Linked DNA regions of Mus musculus: region 1 is linked to region 2. A link is a contact called in public Hi-C data. All regions are on one chromosome and are shown on one strand. The core of a region is the stretch at or near the end of the contact, and the rest is flanking DNA. Distances in the headings are between cores, read along the strand shown. Region 1 has its middle 27 kb from the start of 4930568G15Rik. Region 2 has its middle 130 kb from the start of Gm26685.

What was found. A called contact is a pair of places that touch in the nucleus more often than the background predicts.
Region 1: a Hi-C map of muscle stem cells shows a contact between it and region 2, with 3 times the contacts expected there. The contact joins two enhancer-like sites. A contact is called at or near these places in 1 of 15 datasets of contacts at CTCF or cohesin (the NIH/3T3 cell line), 5 of 484 Hi-C or Micro-C datasets (embryonic fibroblasts, muscle stem cells, myocytes and 1 more), 5 of 115 datasets of contacts at active chromatin or transcription factors (the NIH/3T3 cell line, fibro-adipogenic progenitors, kidney and 2 more) and 1 of 9 other capture datasets (embryonic stem cells).

The regions. Positions count from the first base shown.
Region 1 is chr1:165,116,174-165,121,176 of GRCm38.p6, forward strand. No RefSeq gene overlaps it. Among named protein-coding and RNA genes, the nearest start is that of 4930568G15Rik, 27 kb to the left of the region's middle. Within about 2 kb of position 3,323, at least 34 of the 459 cell types and tissues checked have an H3K27ac peak or open chromatin away from gene starts, as enhancers often do. A contact at or near this core is called in muscle stem cells, where this site is marked.
Region 2 is chr1:164,626,128-164,630,670 of GRCm38.p6, forward strand. No RefSeq gene overlaps it. Among named protein-coding and RNA genes, the nearest start is that of Gm26685, 130 kb to the left of the region's middle. Within about 2 kb of position 2,979, at least 43 of the 459 cell types and tissues checked have an H3K27ac peak or open chromatin away from gene starts, as enhancers often do. A contact at or near this core is called in muscle stem cells, where this site is marked.

The sequences.
Region 1 (5,003 bases), core at 2,073-4,572, 490 kb after region 2:
CAGTTAAGAACACTGGCTGCTCTTGCAGAAGTCTCAAGTTCAGTTCCCAGCACCTACAAGCCTCCTGTTACTCCAGTTCCAGGGATCCAATACTCATTTCTGACCTCCACTGGCACCAGGCACTCATGAAATACACAAACATATATGCAGGCAAACATATACACACATATGTAATAAATTTAACAATAATAATTCCTGAGTCTATGTACTGAGCACATAGTATGGATGTAGAGCCATCTACTATGGTATGAGCCATCTACTATGGTAGCCTACCAGTCACCCATCATTTCCCAAAAGGAAAGTGAGACCTCCCCCCTTCACATCCACCCGCAACTATCAATTCTCACTCCATAACCCAGACTGGCCTCACACTCCTGTTTTAGTCTCCTGGATGCTGAGATTACAGGCATGAGCTGCCAGACTCAGGTTATAAATTCACAAGCTTTAACCTTGTCATCCCACCCTAAGGAACTTACCCTGAAGAAATAAAGAGAAGGGGAATACATACATATGTGCACACACACATATCTACATAAATAAATACATACATGTGTGTATGTATACATATATGTATATGCATGTACATATATATGGTGAGACATTCTTTGTAGCATAAATGTTAGCTCTACAAAGTCCCAGATTTTGTTGAAAACTTAAATAAATCCAAAAGATTTATTTGACATTTAATAAGTTTTGATACTATTATGAGAAAAATAGTAACAAATTTAATGCTGACATTTTTTTAACAAAATTTTACTATGTAGCATAGGCTGGCTTTGAATTCAAGTTCTTCCAGCCACAGCCTCTCAAGGCTAAGGCTCAATGTGCCCAGCTGCTGACTCTGTAGATCTTAACGACTCTATTTGAGACTCAAAATTTGACGAGTCTGAACCAATATTTTTTAGAGCTTCATCACATCATACGGAAAGTTATCTTTCCAGCCAGAGAAAAGGAAGAGAGGATCAGAGATGGTCCAATTGGCAACAGCTCCCACCCGATTATTTTAATGTTATTTGAACATCTGGCCACACGTGACTAGCTGAGACCCAGATACTTGTTACCAAACTGGGTCTCATACCAAGTTGAATTTGAGTTTACTATATACAGAAAAAAGAAAAAAAAAAAGAAACTTTAAACCAAACTCAAAAAATACACAGTGGCTGCTTTAGGCCAAAGAATTCACCTTATAGTAAATGGACAAGGTGAGCCATTTTGCAGAAGTTAGAATTATAATAGAAATGCTTTGAAAGGTGGGGACTGTCCTACAGTTTAAAGGTTATATCTTAAAGTAGCATACAAATTGGATACAATTAAAGTCTATAAATGTAAGGAAGATAATATGGTAAGATGGAACTCATTCTGGATGTAAGAGAACTGAAAGCAATTTTTTTTCTTTTCTTTTCTTTAACTAGGTATTTTCTTCATTTACATTTCAAATGCTATCCCAAAAGTCCCCCATACCCTCCCCCTGCCACTCCCCTACCCACCCACTCCCACTTCTTGGCCCTGGCATTCCCCTGTACTGAGGCATTTAAAGTTTGCAAGACCAAGGGGTCTCTCTTCCCAGTGATGGCCAACTAGGCCATCTTCTGCTACATATGCAGCTAGAGACACGAGCTCCAGGGGTACTGGTTAGTTCATATTGTTGTTCCACCTATAGGGTTGCAGACCCCTTTAGCTCCGTGGGTACTTTCTCTAGCTCCTCCATTGGGGGACCCGTGTTCCATCCAATAGCTGACTGTGAGCATCCACTTCTGTGTTTGCCAGGCACCGGCATAGCCTCACAAGAGACAGCTATATCAGGGTCCCTGAAAGCAAATTTTTAAGTGTATTAAATTCCTTTTAATTCTGTGGTATTTCCTTTTCCACTTCAAAAGGAACATTTTTTTTTACAGGAAGACAAGTTATCCTATTTGTGAAGGTAAAAGAGGAAAGTCCTTTGGGATACATTTTTTCAGTGAATTGTTTCTTTGTTGATACACAGTCTTACCAGGCGGGCAGGCCTGGAACTTTCTGGGTTTATGAACATGGCCTCCAGCTTGTGATGCTCCTCCTGCTCTGTCTCCTGAGTGCTGCACACTGTGCCTAGTCTGGGTGCCTGAGGACACAGTCGTCTTCTGTCCCGGTCCTGGCTAGCTCCGGAGAGGAGAGTGCAATGGCTTTCCTCAAGGATCTCAGTGACATAAAACATCCTCACAGTTGTCTTGATATAAGACAGGAGCTCAGATTCACTGCTGTCTGGTGAGACAACCACATACAGTGTCAGACAGTGGCCCAGGGTCGCAACCCCTCATCTCACGACAACCTTGGAATATGAGTATCATTGAACAAACAAGAAGGCGAAAACTCAGCCAACTTCAAAACCGTGCCAGTTTGCCCACTCAACATGGCAGGGCTGGCTTCAAATTTGGTCTCTTCATCTCCCAAGATGATGGTGACATTCCTCTCCCACACTGGATTACCATGAGGTCAAGCAGGAGGGAAAATCTGATATGGAAGAAGAGCTTAACGATTACAATTGGCCACTTGGGGCTGGCTGCTTAGAGCTCATGACTAAAGCCTACAGCCAGGACTTGTCCTCAAAACTACTCTTTGGCCACTTTAATGATGTCCTTGGAATTTGAAGAGCATTTGTTCCTTAATTAGAATTTAATCAGGAATAAATCCACTTTTCTACAGATACACTGAGTTTGATATACAGAAGGGAGAAGCAAAACTTTAGGAGACAGGAGGCAGTGGGGGCACGAGTCGGCCAATTAACCACCTAGGAAACCATTAAGTCAGGCTTTCACCTTGACTTATCTTGCCAAGGCTTTGTCTTTCTTGACAAGTGTACACCCAGCGCCTAATTGGATTAAATTGCAACAATGTAAGCCATCCAAGAAACTCGCAGCCTTCCTAACCAGAAAGCCTTCCTGCTGCTCCCGGGCAGTGTGTCTTTCTTGACTTCTTGAAGTCTCTCACGCCACCCCACCCTCACCCTAAGCATCATGGAAGAAGCAGCGGGCGCTTCCTGCGATGTCTGCACCAGAGAGAGGAGTCTGAGATAGATTTGCATGGGCTGGGGGCTGTGCTGACCCAGAACGAGAAGCTAAATTCTCTCATCCCAACAGCCTGGATGCGGAGAAGGTAAGGGAGACGGGAGGACTCAGAACACAGATACTGTCACCCCACTTCACAAGGACACCCCGAAAGCTGTCCACACAGAGCCATACAGAGGGAAAAACGGGGCTCCAGCACTTTCCTGCCCTTAGGAGAGGGAGAATGGGAGAGAGAAGAAGCATCTGCCAGCAGCTGCCCTGCTTCCTGTCCATGGCAAAAGGCCTTTTGTGTTGGTTCCTTGGAGCCTCTGAATCCTGTGACTAAGCCAGCCATCAAGCAAGCTGAAGCACTGGTCTTCAGCAAGAACACTTCTGTGAGGTGACAGCTTTAACCGGCATGGCCTGGCTTCTTAAAAGACTTTGACACCAGGGTTTTGGTTTGTGTTTGTTTTTTAATCTTGCTGGAATAGCAGCTTATACAGGGAGGAAGCAGGGATGGTGGGGGCGGGGCGAGGGGGGGAGGTAAGGATGATATGGGATGGGAATGAATAGGGTGGAGCTCCCAACTTCTAAGGACTTGGTGGTCTGTGCCGCTTTGTCTCTGGACGCCGACCCCAGATTTCCAGAGCCTTAGCAGACTTGTACTTCCTGTGTCCCAATCCTTTCTTCTCCCTCTGGGAGGCAGCCGTGCAACAGGGCTATTATGTATGGCGTTTGCATCCGTTCAACCCACCACCTCCCCAAGGAGCAGAGGGGCCCCAGAACCTCTCATCCTGGATTAGAATACTGCTCCACCCCCTCGTCCTGACACCTGCCTGGGATTCACTTAGTCTCGGCAAGAACTCCCAAATTCCAAATTCCAAAGCCGAGTCTTCATGTTCTTCCCTGCCAAGAAGGCAGAGAGGGGCTCTGAAAGCCACACCCTGGGCTTCTGGCATGTCTTTCCTATACTGAATTGTCAGCAGTAAAGCACCTGGTCCATTACTGAATTAACAGTCTCCCCAAAGATGCTTCATACAGAAGTGGTGGTTTGCTTTGGGGATCTGTTTATTGGTTTTTTGGTTTTTTTTTTGTTTGTTTGTTTGTTTGTTTTGTTTTTAACCTAACCTAAACCAGAACACAGTTCTCATCCAGGCTGTACCAGTTAACTCCACAACCTTAAAGCTGCGAGCCTTATATGGATGGTGATTTCTCTAAAAAGGAAAATTATGCTGCATCACTTTTCTTTCTATCTTTTTTTTTTTTTTTTTTTTTTTTTTTTTTTTTAAGTTCTGCAGCAGGAGGCCTTTACGCAATGCGGGATGTTGGCGAGCCGGGCTTTTGCTGCCCCCTCGTGGCGGCGAGTGTGTATCGGTTTAGAGGCTGCAACTGCGGTAGCTTAGCGGGCAATGCGGTGGGCATAGATGATTTTGTGCAGAGTTCTGAGGAACATGGTTGGCTCTGGTTCAAGGGTGAGAATTACACATTTACAGCTGGGTCTAATGCCTTCCCAGCTACCCATCACCAGGGCAGGCCAGGTTCAGCAGATCTTAGAGGATCCTACCTAGATCACGTAAACCTAGTACCCGCTTCCTCACAGGGCGCCCTCCCTGACCACTACGTCGGGGAGGAAGAGGCACGGAACAGATAGTGTGCTTTTTCTCAGGCCCTACAGTCTCCCGCGGAAAGCAAACGGCTCCAAAACCTAAGCTGTAGAGGGAGAGAAAGAGGTCTCCACTCGAGCCCTGACATGCACACCGCGAAGACTCCGTGCCCGACTTTTCCCCGTCGAGGGCCTGGAGAGAACCCCCTCAACCACCTAAAAGCAAACACGAATAAGAAATTGGTGATGGTGATGACGATGACGATGACGATGATGATGATTTCGCTGAAAATTAGTCCGAGGATTACTGGCTGTCCTCTGTGACACAGAGCCCCAGCTTAGGGACATTCGCACAAGACCTCCCCCAGACTTTTAATAAC
Region 2 (4,543 bases), core at 1,729-4,228:
CAGGAGGGAGGCAGTGAGCAAGATGTAAAGTGAATAAATAAAAAAAAATTATATTAAATTAAATTAAATAAAAAAAAGAAATCATGGTTGAAAACATATGATTTTGCATTTTATGTGTCAGTGTGAATAACTGAAGTTCACTTATATTCTCGAGATAGGTAATGAACCATGAATTACACTGAGATTGTTACAATACCCTGCAGTTGTGCTTTCTCCTCTATGTGGTCCAGTCCCCATCATGGAGGCCTTTACTGGCCAGTCATAACACAAGAGATTCTGGTTTTGTTTGTTTTTCATACACTCGACTTTAGCAAGGCATAATTTTCTCATATTAGCAGAACTCTGAAACAAAATCACAGAATTAATCCACCAGAGGTCACACACTTCCAGATAAAATGTGTTTACTTCCAGATAAATGTCCTATAATATACATTTTTTACATCACTAACATGTGTTCACTGACAATCCTTTGTAAACTCCTTCATGGTCAACCCTAAGCTTTCTACCTGTCTAGCTCATGCAGTGTGTAGATCATGGTTTACATCTGATCATAACATGCTTATGGTAGAGGGAGTGATCAACCTTGGGTTTGTAAGCATCATCAGCAGGGCATTTTCCTGGTCCTCCTGTTCAGGTGATAGGAAGGAAGAATGAGCCCTCAGGAGACAGGACTGGGGTCAGGAAGCAAACTGAGCCAATCTTGGACAGAGAAATCTTTTGGAGACAGGTTACAAGAGAAGGAACTGGGGGCCAAGCTGGTTTGAATACAGAGGAGGGAATGCTGGAACTGGGCAAAGCAGAGAGGGCATGAGACGATTCTGCTTTGGGCAAAACTGGACAAAGCAGTGGTGGGAGTTCATGATACTGTGGAGGAAGGCAGGGATAATGGATTTGGGAGCTGGAGAGGGAGTAGATGCCCCTCAACAGAGGAATAGGTACAGAAAATGTGGTACATCTACACAATGGAGTACTACTCAGCTATTAAAAAGAATGAATTTATGAAATTCCTAGCCAAATCGATGGACCTGGAGTGCATCATCCTGAGTGAGGTAACACATTCACAAAGGAACTCACACAATATGTACTCACTGATAAGTAGATATTAGCCCAAAACCTAGGATACCCAAGATATATATTGCTAAACACATGAAACTCAAGAAGAATGAAGACTGAAGTGTGGACACTATGCCCCTCCTTAGAAATGGAAACAAAACACCCATGGAAGGAGTTAGAGAGACAAAGTTTGGAGCTGAGACGAAAGGATGGACCATCTAGAGACTGCCATATCCAGGGATCCACCCCATAATCAGCTTCCAAACGCTGATACCATTGCATACACTAGCAAGATTTTATCGAAAGGACCCAGATGTAGCTGTCTCTTGTGAGACTATGCCGGGGCCTAGCAAACACAGAAGTGGATGCTCACAGTCAGCTAATGGATGGATCACAGGGCTCCCAATGGAGGAGCTAGAGAAAGTACCCAAGGAGCTAAAGGGATCTGCAACCCTATAGGTGGAACAACATTATGAACTAACCAGTACCCCGGAGCTCTTGACTCTAGCTGCATATGTATCAAAAGATGGCCTAGTCGGCCATCACTGGAAAGAGAGGCCCATTGGACATGCAAACTGTATATGCCCCAGTACAGGGGAACGCCAGGGCCAAAAAAAAAAAAAAAAAAAAAGGGAATGAGTGGGTGGGGGGGGGGTAATGGGGAACTTTTGGGATAGCATTGGAAATGTAATTGAGGAAAATATGTAATAAAAATAAATAAATATAAAAAAAGGAAGTTTGCACAGACAAGAGGAGAGACACAGAGGAAAGCAGACTTCTAGGAGCCTTTCCTGTAGTCTTTATCATTGACCACTACCCATATCTGCCTCTATCAGAGCAGGACCTCTGACAAATGCATATAATCAAATATGTTTTTTTTTATATCTGCTTCTGGTATTTGTTTGTTCTCATTTAACCTCTCTCTGTTTCTGACTCTGTCTCTGTCTCTCTGACTCCTCTGTCTCTGTCGACTCTCTCTCTCCCCCTCTCTATCTCTCTCTCTTGCTCTCTCTTTATTTTCACAGATTGCAAAGAGCAATTACTCTAATTCAAACCATCACAGTCACAGATTCATTAAAGCCAAAATAAAGACATGACTTGTTAAACAAAGTCTATGAGAACCAGTGGCACAAATAAGTGATATATAATTGGTTCTTTTTTTTTTTTTTTTTTTTTTGTAACAGAGATAAAGAAAAGTGGAGAGGGAAGGAGGACAATTTGTAGAAAAATGTCTGGAATGAATGAATGAATGAATGAATGAACTCCCCCTGGGCAGAAGCAGGATGTAGTTCTCACTTTAAATAATTCTGGAAGGCCGGTATGTTATTGCTGTCAGTTCTAAGGCAGCAGAGTCCTAGAGTGGTAAAATGATTTCTTCAAGGTCATTTAGCTCTGGGGAAGCCAGAGATCAAGGAAGGTACCTCTCACTCCCAACATTCCTTGTGCTTCTGCCTCAGGAAACCCATCCTTCTGATATCACTGGTGGCTTCCTGCTCCCTCGTGCTTCCTGATATCCTTTTGGATGTTGATGAAAAGCCAAGTCATCAATGTGGTCTTACAGATGTACTCTAGGGCATTCTGTCTGCCCCCCCTTTTTTTCTTGATTCATTTCCCTCATTGCTTTAATACCACAAATGGGACCAAGGAAAAGAACAACCATTTTTGGGTTAATACTGAGATCCAGCCTAGTTATTTAGATGTTCTAAATGCATGGTTGGCTGCTTCTTGCCGCAGCTGGATTGAATTCCCATGTGCATGGAGTTGGAGAAGTACTGACGCACCTCACTTCTCCGCGTGACTCTGGATGCTTGCTTTCAGCAGGAGGTCATTTTCAGAAACTTCGTGGGGACCAGGAAACAGCACTCCAGTTCCCCAAGTTGGCAAGGCCAGAAGTTGTAACCTTCAGGGAGGATGCCAAGCATTGTTGAGGTTTCTGTGTCGATCCAACAGGCTGTTGACTCACGAGGTCCAAATCTTTCCGGTCTCAGGAAAGACAAGTGATCCTTGGCTGAAGTCAACACACCAACCCCCACCAAGAAGTTACTCAGAATATCATTTTGAAAGCTTACTGTGGTTATAAGAGAAAAGTGAAGCATGGAGACGACATTGTATGTGGAAGCTAAGGCTATACAAAGTCATCAGGAATGCATATTTTATTTGTTCACTCCTTGAGCAACACTGAGAGGAAATGGGTACCTGCTAGGAGAGACACTTAGCCAGAGGTAGACTTCTATTTCTGTGGGTTCTCAGTGGCCAGTCTGGCTTGATGGTTTTTTCTCTTTTGGGATGATTTTTATTACTTTTGGGTATATATCCTTGAATTAGCTGAGCATGGACTCTATGCCAGGCTCCGTGAAGAAACTTCAAGCATAGTGTCGAGCAGAAACAAACATGCTTTTTTATATGTTAAGACTCTTGCAACCTAAAAAAGGAAAGACAGACAGAATAATAAAAATATGGAGGTTCTAATGGTAAGCAATTTGAAGAAAATACAAACAAAACTTGAGAGTTTTAACATGGATTAAATCTAGTCTTAAGAGTTGGGGGTAGATGTACCTGGGAAGTAATGCTTTGGTTGAGATTTGGACAGCATGGACCCCTTCCTGGTCCTTAGGGACTGGTGATGGCTTAAGATGAAGATTTGGCAAACCATTTGGGAGTGAGCAGATATTAACATAATCATGCTGAGCAAGCCTCGCAGTTCTGACTGACGATAACATAACGCTCTGGCTAAGAGAGGAGAAAGCCCACACTTGCACAGATGCATCCTCATTCGAGTGGTACCCACGGCCTTTCTCCAGATCATCCCCACATGATGTGCCTTCTACATTTTACAGTATCAGTCCCTCTGGTGCTTCATCTTTAACCACTGCCAGGCTGTTTCCAGCCTTCACTTTCTTCCTTTGCCCCATGGTCTCTGCTCACCCCATACTACTCTGACTCCCTCCGTGTCTTTGTCCTTCTTCCCTCTGTCGCTGGCTCATGGATGTGGCTTACAAGTACTAACAGAATCCTGAGTTCAACTGTGGCCACTGGAAATAGAGACGAGAACTTTCAGAGTCCAGCACTTCTACTGTTACATTGAGAAGTACACCATAGAGCATCGTTCAATGGCAATCCCTCCATCTCCACACTACACACTAAGTCTGGGTGAAGCCGGATCACTTTTAAGATGAGAGTTAACCAAAATCTATTCTCTTTGGATTATCTTTACCTGGGAAATATGTGCTCTGAGAGCTTTTAATAAAAGAACTCCAGATCCCCTTCTTTATTATGTTTCAGCCTAGCTTTGAGAAGCACAACAGGTAAGCCGAAAGTAAATTTAATAGGAAGCTGAGATTTCGTTTCCCTGGCAACATTAATTCAGTCTTCTTAGAAATGGGAACGACACTGGAAGCCTTTGTTTCTGCATTGCCAGCTTTGCAAGGCAATGTGACATGTTGAGGCCTCTGGAAACAGAGCTGTGTAATAGAATTTGTTCTAGAATCTT